2 separate regions of the Pan troglodytes genome follow, and region 1 is linked to region 2. A link is a contact called in public Hi-C data. All regions are on one chromosome and are shown on one strand. Each heading gives the region's core, a stretch centred on a gene start, on an enhancer-like site or on the middle of the called end of the contact. The rest is flanking DNA. Distances are from core to core; before and after follow the strand shown.

Region 1 (5,759 bases), core at 2,660-5,159, 180 kb after region 2:
TGACCCGTCGAAATGGTGAATATATTTAGAAGACTTGGGAAGCAATGCTTAAATTTAGAGGATCCCAGAAAAAGTAAAATGTCCGAGTTCGGGGAAAGCAGGGAAGTTGTTCCGTGGATTGGAATCCCCCGAGGATCAAGGGCTAATTGTTGAGCTCAAGCTTCCCGGGCCGCGGAAGGAAGGCGCTGCCGGGGATTCACCTTGGCTGGGGCGCGCGCGGAGCACTGGCGCCCTCCCCGGGAACCCGAGCGCGGGCGGCGCGGGCAGGTAGCGCGGAGCGCCCTGGCGCGCACGGCCGGCTGAAATTCTGCTTTTCGTTCTTTGGGGTTTTTCTTCCTTTTGCTTTTATTTTTTTTTTCTTTGCCTTCTCCACACGGAGAGCGCGTTTGTGGCGGCAGCCCGAGCTTAGCGGGCGTCTGGGTGTAAGGAAGAAACCCAAGGGCCGCGAGGGAGCGACCAGGACGCTGCTTCCCGGGCGCTCCCGGGACTCCCAGATACCTGCTCGGTCCCCGCGTGGGAGGTCCGCAGGCTCCCCCTCGCCACTGCGCCCCACTCGCCTCCGCGCTGCGAGCCTAGGCGAAGCCGCGGCCGAGCCGCCACCGGGGGCAGGCTAGTCCCCGGCTTGGCTTGGGGGCCCGGAGCACCCCCGGTGGCCACCTCCGGCCTGCCCCGGAGCTTTGCGCGCGCCATTCGGGCCTTCGCCAGCACCAAACAAGGGTGAAACCAGTTTTGTTTGGGTAACACTGAAGAGCAGAGGAAGTAGGGAGGAAAATGAGAAACACGGGGCCCAGGAGGAGGGGGGTGCAGGGCTGCACGCCGCTGGGGTGCCAGGGGTCTCTTTTCGTTCTCTCCAAGCGAATTTTCAGGGAAAGTCTGTCCACTCCGGCTGGGGAAAGCCCAGTTCCTTATAGGCAAATATTAAACCCGCATGCAGGCGCCCAACGGCCCTGTCGGCAGGAACAAGGTCACCCCTTGGCGTTGGGCAATGTCGGGCGATGGGGCAGTGGCCCTAAGGGGACCTGTGGGGTGGGTGGGGGTACTGCCAGAGAGGGGGCACCGCTGGGGACCAGCAGAATGGTGGGGGATCCTGGGGCAACTACAGTGGGCATTGCTTGTCCCCATTGTCACCCCATAGGAGGACCCCGGCTAGAAGGGGGGCATCTCAAAGCCTGACACTGGGGAGGCAGAAGTTAATGGCCTTGGACAGGTGTGGGGAGCTGGGCAGGATGAGGCATCTCTTTCACATTAGCTTGGCAAGACAGGGAGAACCCGCCCCCACCATGAAAAACAGCCCATTTTCCACCCACAGAACAAGACACGTGGGAATGTCCCCTTCAAATTTCCGTCTGCATCAATCACCCCCATGTCCCATTCCAAGAACATCTGGCCCATCTCTCCCCACCCATCACTGCCCCCCTTCCCACCAGCCTTCTGCAGCCTCCCCGTGTCCCCAGCTCTCTGGCCTCTCCGGCTGTGCCTATAGAAGGGGGAGCCTCCAGCAGAGAACCCCGGGCTGTGTTGATGTTTTCCTCTGCAGGGTGACTTGTAAATTTGGGGGTGAGGAGCATTTGAAAGGTGCCTGTCTGCAAACCTGGTCCCCGGGAGAGCAGACTAGGTTGCCGAGGCTCCCGTCATGGACAAAACCAGGGCCCCCAGGGCCAGCTCTAGGCTCCCCCCACCTTCTGCTCCACGCCTGCTTCCCAGGCTGGGGACAGGTTGGGCATCGGGGGTGAGCCCCAGTTCCGAGTTGTGGGTTCTCCTCCTCTTTGGGGGTGCTGGGGACAATTACACCAGTGACCTGTTTGGGGGTCCCTTCCCTTTGTTCTGCCCTGCCGAGGTGCCTTTCCCCAGGGAGCCACCGATCATGCTTGGAAACGCATGCCTGGACTTTTTGAGGTAGGAAGAAGGCTGAGGGTCACCTTGGGGTGCCCACAGCAGGGTGTAGTGGCCCTGTAGGGAGGGAGGAGCAGGTGGGGGAGTGGGGGGACACACATGTTCCCCCTCCCTCATGGGGCTGCCTGCTGAGTGCTCTCCTTATTTAGTCAGAAGTGACCAGGGCAGGCTGGAGGCTGGGGCAGACGCGGGTCACCCTGGGGCTCAAAAAGCACACCGGCTCCCCTCTAGTCAAGACCAGCATCGGGGTTCTTCCTCAAGACTGGCTCCTCCCCCACTACTTCCAGCCCCCGGAGGTAGGAAGGGTCCCGCCAGCAGTCCAAGGGTGTCGGGAGGGGGCCAGGGTCTCCTCCCACCCAGAGCTTGGCTGGTGGGAACTTTAGCCCCAAGCAGCGTCCGCCCCCCAGCCGTGAACCAGCACCTCACCAGGGCAACGCTGGTCTCCTCTCCACTGGCAAACCCACATTCCACAGAGGATGAACATCCCCTCAAGGACTCAGACTCACCCCATGGAGCCTGGCCCATGCCCCAGCCTCGGCCTGTGGCTGCTCCCCATCCCCTCGCTCACCAGTCCTGAAGTGGGCCTTTCTCATTCCCGTTTCCTCCCCAGCTCTGGCGCTGAGCTCACCGCTCCGCCGTCGGTGGGACCAAGCCCAGCATTTTACAAACCCAGCTCCTTTCTCCAAGGGTCCTCAGAGTGCCCCTCCGTCACCCCCTGCAGGGCGCCGCAGACGAGGCGTTGACCTTGCGCTCGCTCCCCTCGCTGGGGAAGGACACACTCGCTGGCGTCAGCCCGGCCGGCCTGGGAAGTCAGACTAAGGACCCGAACTGCAACCCTCCACACCAGACAGCACAGACCACCCCAAGGCTGCTCAATCTGCCCAAAGCCAAAAGTATGTGGGGGATATGGGTCCAGGTTGGGGTGCTTGGGAGAGGGCCCTGGGAGAGGGGTTCAGACGGTGCACACTCCAAAGGACTGAGGCGGCGCCACTGTGTTACCATTTTATTGAGTGTCTAAGGTAAAGACACCTTTGAAAGAACACTCCCGGCTTCTATCTGGGATGGGCAAACCAGCCTGAAGGGTCACCTGCTGGATCCCTGCCTGCAGGCCCTGTCGTGGGGCAGGTGCAGGGACTCCAATCCATGTGCCTCCAGCTCCAACGCTCCCCAAGTCCTGGAGCCTCCCCTGTCACCCCAGTGCCTGACCAGTGAATGGGTGCTGTCCCCACTACAGAGCTCCCTCTGGTTGAGGCAGAAGCCACTGGCTGGGCCTTTCTAGCCACCTTTCACCCCCCTTGCACACGGGAAGCCCCGCAGGCTCCTGACCGCAATGGGATCCTGACGCCGGAGCCCCTTAGGCCCTTTGCTCAGAAGGCCTCTGGTTATTACCTCAATTCTGAACAGCCAGGAGGCCTGAGACTGTCACCCACTTTGATAAATACAGACTGACAGAAAGGTCAGGCCATTGGTGCAAGACCCCATGGCCAGCAGCCTGGGGCGGGGAGAACCCGGGGGTCTCACAGCCCCCAGCAGAGCCCAGCTTTCCTTGGGTTTTTGGGTTCTTCCCCAATGATATTTTCCCTTTTTCCCTCTCTACCCACTTTCTGCCCCCCATCTTCTCCCCTTTGGCTGCCCGCTCTCTCCCTGCCCCTCTCCCCTTCTTTGCCCTCTTTCCTCTCCCAGGAGCTCCCCTGCCAGGACCTCGGTGCCGTGGAGACTGCGGGGAACCTGCTCTGCCCACACCTGCTCTGGCCCCTGGACGGAAGCACCTGGAGCCAACCACGGAACTCCAGATCCCAGCTGTGTGACTGAATCCACGCCAGCCTCTCTGAGCCAAAGCTGCTTGCAGAAGGGGGAGATCCCAGTTCGAAGACTCCCGCGCAGAGCCTGTGGCCCTCTCTGCCAGGCCTCAGGGTGCCTGAGACACTCACCTCTCTGCCTCTGCAGTTGGCGCTGAGGCTGGGGCTGGCCGCCAGCCTCAGTTCTGGGAGCGCTGGGGTCGCCTGGGCCACAGGCCGCAGCAGCTCACCTCAGGACTGGGCTCTCTGGCCTGCTGGGGCTCAGGCTGTGGGGCAGGCTGGGCAGGGGGCTGAGCTGGCAGCGATTCAGAGCCCTGGGGCTGGGGGCTGGAATCCACCTCCTCCCACACAAGCTCGGTGGTGACTCTTCGGCCCCTGGGGAAAAACAAAAAGATATTGCTGAGATGACCTCTTTTAAAAGCAAAGCCCCCCCTCCCCATACACCCCAAGCCTGAGCCCTGTGCCATCCCCCTCCCCGGGTTCCTTCAGGTCACCTTGTCAGGATTTGGGCAGCGGCTCCCCCTCTAGCCCCTCCCCCGCCTAGAGCTCCCGTTTTCAAAGTATAAGGGAGGGAAGAAGTGGTGAGAAGTTTGCCTAGAAAGGGCTTCCCGGTGCTGATGGAGAGGCCGAGACCCTTCTGTTGGACAGCTGCCCTGTTCCTGGGTGAGGATGGGCTTCTGCCTGGCACTGGGGGTGGAGGGTGCACACGAATGGCCCGCCTTGAGGGGTCATGGCACAGAATATGAAAGCCTCCTCCACCTCCAAACACCCCCACCTTGGAAGGAGATAAGGAGGGGGCCCCAGCAAAAGCCACTGGACACACAGCTCTGCTTGACGAGGCCAGTGAGGGAGGGGGTGGCTGTGCTTCCTGGGGAAATGAACCCCCGCCCCACAGACACCACCCTGGGTGGATTGAGGAGTCTGGGTCCAGGGTGCAACAGAGAAAAACTTCATGCATGAATGAGCATTCCCAGGGAAACTGCCTTGGCCCCAGGGCCCCTCTCTGTGCCAGGGAGGCTGGGAGGGCAGCAAGGGGGACCAGGTGCGCCATCAGGAGGAGAGAAGCTAAACCTAGGGGGACATGGAGGGCCGTTGTTGCCTCTCCCGGCATTTCTCCTCAGTCTCCTGTCCAATTTCTTGCTGGTGGTCAGGAGGCATAGGGAGGCAGGAGGGAAGGAAGCTTTACCTTTAAAATGGTGTATATATATATATATATATATAAATAAAATATCTGCGCCAGAATCTCGGGCCCCTGGCTCCTCTGCAAAGTCTCCTGTTTGTCTCTGGGAATGGGATGGGGGATGCAACGGGAGGAAACTTTTCACACAGAAAGACTCTTCCTTTCACACTTGTGAAGACAGCTGTGTGTTCCCGCTGGGAAGAGCAGCCTAGCCCTCCTCCCCTACCCCTCCCATTTTGCTTGGTGAATTAGTCAAGGAAAACCTATTTTCCTTGCAAAAGCCTCAGTGGCTTTGTGCAGCCCTAAAGAAGAACCCTCTCCACAATGGCCTTTCCTGCACACCCCATCCCTGAAGTTGAGGCTGCTCTCAGGAGGCTTCCCTGCACCCTCCAGCAGCAGCAGTTCTTCCCCTCCTTCAGAAACCAGGATCCTGGCAGCTGCCCCAAGCTCCCGGCCCACCCACGCCTGAACACTTAAAGTGCAGCTTTTCTCTCACGCTCAAGGGATGGGAGCCCAGTTACCTGTACTCTAGTCCCTGCGCAGTCCCCGCAGCTCCTGGACAGTGGATAAAGAGGACCGGGGAGTCACTGGTTCCCAAGGCTCTCTGCCGAAACTGCCTGGATGATGATCCGCCGGCCTGGCCGATATTAGCAGTCACCACCAAAGCAGGGGGTGCCCTGGCTGTGGCGTCCAGACCCTCTGGCCAGGTTGACGTGGAGGAGGAGAGGGACAAAGCTGAGGCTGGAGACACGAAGGGCACTTTTAGAGTGTGCATGTTAATACGGCCCCTACAGATGGGAGAGCCTCATCTCCGCTGAGCATGGCACCTGCTCAAATGCCAACTGAAATGATGGGTTTACCCCTCACCTCCTCATCCCCTCCACTCG
Region 2 (5,560 bases), core at 602-3,101:
CAACAGCTCTTCAGGGCAGCCCATGGGGTGCTCGTGGCTTGAGTGAATGGTTGGTTCCCGTCCTGCTGGAGGAGGGGGCGCCCGCCAGGCCCGGGCCTCAGCTCTGAAGTCTGGGAAAAGCCCTCTGGCATCCTGCTAGGGTGCAGGTGTGGCTGAGAACACTGCGGAGCAAGCATGCTCAGAACATCAGCCCCCAAGGGTTCCCGGGAACCCAGAGTCCCGGAGCTGGACAGCCGGCTGAAGGATCCCCTAGGTCCTGGGCGACCCCACGCGTGCCCGCGGGATGAGGCAGCTTACACTCTAGAAGGTGCCTCCCAAAATAAAACCCAGGCTCGGGGCCCTGAGGGGACCCTGTGGGGGGGCCCTGTGGGGCTTAGGACCAGCTGCTCTTCCCATCTCAGCCATGTCCTCCCTACCAGAACATCCCCTGCTCGCCTGGGCCCCTGGGCCTCACCCCAGCTAAATCCACCCGGGCCCCTCAGCTGGTACATAACAGGGAAACTATGTGTTCCGAGCCTCCCTCGGGGCTCAGGGAGGACGTGCCCACTTGTGCAGGGTGAGGGGCCAGCAGCTGCCCGGGGAGCGTGATGAAGGCCTCCAGGAATGCCCTTTATCTGAGGGTATCTGGTTGCCCGCCGGGATGCCGGGAAGCCAGAGTTCCAGCCCTCCCCTGACTCCTGCGAAAACAGAAATAGCTCAGGGAGATGGGACACAGTTGTCCACATCAGTCAAGAGGACCCAGCCAGCACGGCCGTTTCTGAACTCTTCTGACCTCAGGCTTTTCCAAGAGTCGCCGCCCGGAGGCCCCTCAGCCCCCAGCCAGGGAAGCTGCTAGGCCCTCCGGAACCCCCAGGAAGGGGCTAAGAAGGGGCCGCACTGGTCATGCAGAGACCATTTCTGCCACTCCCAAGTTGTTGAGGTCCGAGCCTCTCCTGGCAGCATGGGGCGGGGGCACGTGGGCAGCAGCTTCTGCAGGGGCCACCTTCTGCCCAGGCTTCCTCATATTTGCCTGGGGTCCCCCGCCGCAGGCTCAGCTGCAAGCAGCAGATAGGACCCTGGGTTGGCTGGGGGACCCTGGGGCGTGGAGGGGCTGTGTGGGGCTGTGGGTGCAGGAAGAGACGTGCTCCTCGTCAGGGGGCAGGGACACAGCAGAAACCCAGGGCGCTTCTCACACCCAGCAGCCTGGACCTGAGACGGCTGGGGGGCCCCCGAGGACAGACAGGGTGGCTGGGCGGGGTGCTGTGGGGATGCAAGGGCAGGCGCTGGAGCAGCGGCCTGGGCCTCACACGCTGGACCTTGTGCCTGTCCGTCAGGCTCATGGAACATTCTCGACAAGGCCTGGGAGCCGGGGGCCAGGGCGTGGGCATCCTGAGGGGGTGCCATCTGTGGTGGACACGCAGGACTCTTGGTCTGCCTGAGGTATGACCCCTCCCAGCCATGCCTGGTGTCATCACCATGGCAACACCGGGAGAGGCAGGCAAACACAGGACAACAGACCAGTCTGGCTCTCCATGTCCCCTGGAGGGGGCAGGACGGTTGGGGAGAAACCCTCTCGGCAGCCTCAAGCCAGCCCTGCCCCACCCGCTGGGCTCGGACCACGCAAAGCACATGGGGGGGCCGGTAGGGGGCTTGGGCAGACATGGCCAAGTCCCCAGGCCCGGGTTCAGGGTCGCCCAGCATCTTGGAGTTTGGGGAGAAAGCAGTTTGGCCTCTCCCACACCCACATTCTGGGAGCTTCCAGGCGATTAGCGCCTTGGGCAGGCGTCCGGCCCCTTTAGGAGGCCTCTGTCTCCTTCCGCTACAAAGGAGGGAGCCCCCTGCCTCTCAGGACACGGGGGCCTCAGGCTCATTCAGGAGTGCTGGGCTGGGCCACCAGGTCCCGGTCTCCAGGGACGCCGGCCTCAGCCTGCCTGGTGGGGGCAGCAGAGCAGTGCGGTCGGTCGGACGCCTCCCTCTCCCCGCTTGGGGGGCCTCCTGCCCCCAGCCCAGCCGGTTTGCTCCACATGGCGCCTTCCCACCACCCCCTCCCCCGGAATGCAGTCCCAGAACACAGGTCTGGAGCGCACACCCAGCCCCCGGGCAGCCCCACCCTCCTTCCGGGCAGCCTGCCCTCCCGGCCCTGGGCAGGGGGGGCTCGGGGCGTTGTCTGATGTCTGAGGTGGAGGCCGTCTTCAGGGTGGGGGCTGTTGGAAACAGCTTGGAGAAGTTATGTCTGTCACCCACAGAGAAATCGAGTCAAGAGCCGGGTGTGTGGCAGCTCTGTTCCCGTCTCCCTGAGGCCAGGACCTGGCGGGCCTGGCAGCTCAGAGTCCAAGACCCCCACACCCAGGCTTGACCTCAGGAGTCGTGTGTGCAGGACGCCCCCACCACCCAACCCAGGGCGGCGCTGCCGGTCAGAAAGGCCGTGGGCGGTGGTGGCCACGTTGTCCTTCCCCAGCTTAGCTGTCCACAACCTGATCCCTCAGTGAGGCCTAAGTTAGGGTCTGAGTGAGAGGGCCAGGGGCCTCAGCCGTCATGGAAACCCGAGCCTTGGCAGCAGCGGCACCCACTCCAAGTTCCGGGGAGCGGGGTGCACGCGGGAGAGCGGCAGGATGTGCTTCCCGAAGGCCCGAGGCCTGCAGGCTGCACTAGGACGGCCCCTCCTGCCGGACCCCTCGCCCCAGCCCTGTAGCTCCAGCCCTGCAGGGCCTCTCTCAGTCACCCCCTCCCAGCCGCGGGTGGGAGGGAGGGAGCGTGAGCCTGAGCCTCCCCCAGCGAGGCCGCCAGGCCCCTGCCTTCCCGGCCTGGCGTCTGCTTTCTGTGTTAGAGGGATCGAGTTCGCCCCTCCTCGAGGGGCTGGGTCTTATCTCTGGGAAAGAGATTACAGAGTTTCTGACATTAAATTTTCATGCTGAAGTTTTCAGCATGTAGTTTGAAAAGTATTTTTTTCAAATAACACCTGGAGAGGAGGGACGCGGGAGGAAGTCAAGCCTGCTCGCCATAAAACTTTGAACTTGGGGGTGGAGGGACACCCTGTCCGGCACCCCCTCCCCGCTCCGCCACAAACGTCTCCCGCCCTCCCCCAGTGTGAGTTATTGATTCCGGCCGTGAGAGCCTCCTCCAGCCCCCACCCCCACCCCGGGTCTGCTCCAGCCCAGCCCCCTGCAGCTGCCCTCGGCCTGGCAGTGGGTGCCATGCCGCTGTGCCCCTCCGCCCACCCGCCTGTGGTCCGTTCAGCCCAGGCCCTGCTCTCCCCATTTTGTTCTTTGTTCTGTGCAGGGCTCTGGAAAGCCCTGCACGTGTTTGCTGCAGCCCCGCAGGCCAGCCGTGGGATCCCCGGGAGAGGCCAGCCTCCTGGGCCCAGCCGCTCTGTGCCCAAGGTGGTCCTGGGGTCCGGGGCCCGTGTTGCCATCTGTGGGCCGCAGACTCAGAAGGGCCTGCTCTTTGTGTCCTTTGGTACTTGAAGGGGCCCTCTTGGAAAATCCAGCCTTGAGCTTGTCTGTTGGGTCATTTTGGGGATTTGCAAACACTGGGGCACGAGAAGTCACCTTGCTGACCCTGTCCCACCTCGTTATGTCACAGCCAGGGTGCTGCGGCACCTGATGGAGCCCGGGAGTCCTGGCGGGCAGAGGGAGCTGAGGGTGGCAGGGGTGGGGCAGGCAGCCGGGCTCCCCTATTGCCTTCCTCCGAGCTTCCCCAGCCTCCTGAGCATCCCGATCCGGGCCAAGTCCTGGACTTTGCTCCTCTGCACCCTCACGTCCACCACTCGTCCCTGTCCTCCCGGGGCCTTGGCCTGGCCACAGCCCTGCTTCCTGTCCAGCCCTCCCATCTGTCTTTCCCCAATGCTGTGGCTGCTCCAGCCCATACTTCTCGCCATGCGTGGGTTCAGGAGCCAGCCCCTGCAAGGCTGCCTTAGCCCAAGCCGCCAGCCCGAAGCCAGCCCTTCCACCCAGCGCCCCTCCACCTTCCAGCCACACAGAGGGCCCCCCAGTGCGCCCCTGGAACTCCTCTCTCTTCCACACCATCCACCTCCTGACACTGCCTGGGCTCTGGTCCGGCCCAAAAGAACACAGTGCCACTTTCCGGCTGCCCCGGGCCCTGGCTCGGCTGCCCTGAGCCCTCCAGCGTCCTGCTCCGCAGCTGGGGCCTCTCCGGCCCTGCCCTCCACCACCTCACAATACACTTTCCTTGGGGGATATTGCACTCCATCTGCCCACCCGCCGCCCGTGATCTCCCTGGGGCCTGCTCCACGAGGGATGCTCACGAACTGGGTGAGGGGACAGAGGAACCAGGACAGAATGCCCCCGGGGCCAGCCCTCTGCCTTGCACCAGCCACCCAACCTGCCTCGGGCCCAGGTCCACTCCCAATTCCTTCCCCTCACCTGGGATCCCCAACAGACCCCACACCCAGCCTGGCCAGGCCATCCCAACTCTATGGCTCCCGGACATTGCCCGGTCCCTCCTTGGCCCATGACCTTTAGCGGGTGACACGTCAGGACAGAGAGGGCAGCTGAGGGCACAATCCCGGATCTTCCTGCTGCCCACCAGCCCTCCTCTTTCAGGGAAGACCCTCAGGATCTGCCTCTGGGTTCCTCCCCACCTCCTCAGGGACCCTTCTCTGCAGTCTTGGACCAAGGCTGGCAGGCACGTGGGGCCACCCCAGGTGAGCCCTCTCCTCCTTCGCAGTGAGAACTGGGGGCAGAGGAAGGGGGAACAAAGCGGGGACCACACTCAGGTCAGGAGGTCGGGTGCCTCTGTCCACCTTCTTTCTCCCCCTGCTCAGGGTCTTGGAGGAGGTAGGGGAGGTAACAGCCACCTGGGCAGGGCACCGGACGAGGGAGGATGCTAACCTCCAGTGACAGGGCAGTAAGTATCCGGGGCGTGCCCGTCCCCGGATGCCCTGGAAATGGGAGATGGGCCGGCCGTGCCCCGGGCTGGGCAGTGAGTGAAGGCCCCATGCTCCTTCCTGTCCCTCGGGCCTGGCTTGGCCTGTGGGGCTTGGCGGGGCAGCACTTTCTGCAGACTCCAAACACAGCAAGCTCAGCTGGCTAGCTAGTGCCGGACCCACTGCTGGGAGAGGCAGCCAGGGCTCCAGGGCTGCCCCGCACCCCACCTCGTGCCGGGCACCGCCATGTTCCCCTCCTGCACACTGCGCCACAGTGCTGGCCGGCCGTCCCTCCCCTCCTTTGAGACTCCTTCCCCCTTCTCTCGGGTCTCTCACCTCTCCCTGCCCTTCTTCCTCCCCTCGCAGCCCTCCCAGACACCCAGCAAGGAGCAAAATGGCCAGGGCAGCACCCTCTGTTTCCGGAGCAGCTGCAGCAAGGGGTGGTCAACCTGGGGGACCAGGGACCCCAGACCCGCTTGGAGTCCTGTGGGTGGCCGCATTCCCAGGAAGGCTGGATCCGGAGGACCGGCCAACAGGATCGCTCAGGATGGAAGTCTTCTACTCAAGTAAGACCTTGGCAGCCTTGGTGTCGGCTCCATAGTCACCCTACGCTGCCATGTGGGAAGATTCCCATGCGCCAGCTGCAGACCCAAAGTCCAGGCAAGTTGGGGCTTTGAGGGGCACAGAGGGAACCCC

Evidence for each region. Hi-C and Micro-C count contacts between places; a contact is called where the count stands out from the background.
Region 1: a contact with region 2 is called in a Hi-C map of stem cell-derived neural progenitor cells, with 4 times the contacts expected there. The contact joins the promoter of IGF2 here to the enhancer-like site in region 2. A contact is called at or near these places in 3 of 7 Hi-C or Micro-C datasets (induced pluripotent stem cells and stem cell-derived neural progenitor cells).

What each region holds. Positions count from the first base shown.
Region 1 is chr9:6,410,922-6,416,680 of NHGRI_mPanTro3-v2.0_pri, forward strand. It overlaps IGF2 (insulin like growth factor 2), which reads right to left and starts at 3,910. Exons shown (of 4, transcript XM_016920179.4): 1 at 3,825-3,910. It overlaps IGF2-AS (IGF2 antisense RNA), which reads left to right. Exons shown (of 3, transcript XR_002938414.3): 2 at 2,615-2,786; 3 at 3,577-4,934. It also overlaps the pseudogene LOC134807324.
Region 2 is chr9:6,231,445-6,237,004 of NHGRI_mPanTro3-v2.0_pri, forward strand. No RefSeq gene overlaps it. Among named protein-coding and RNA genes, the nearest start is that of MRPL23, 21 kb to the left of the region's middle. Within about 2 kb of position 1,852, at least 4 of the 24 cell types and tissues checked have an H3K27ac peak or open chromatin away from gene starts, as enhancers often do. A contact at or near this core is called in induced pluripotent stem cells and stem cell-derived neural progenitor cells, where this site is marked.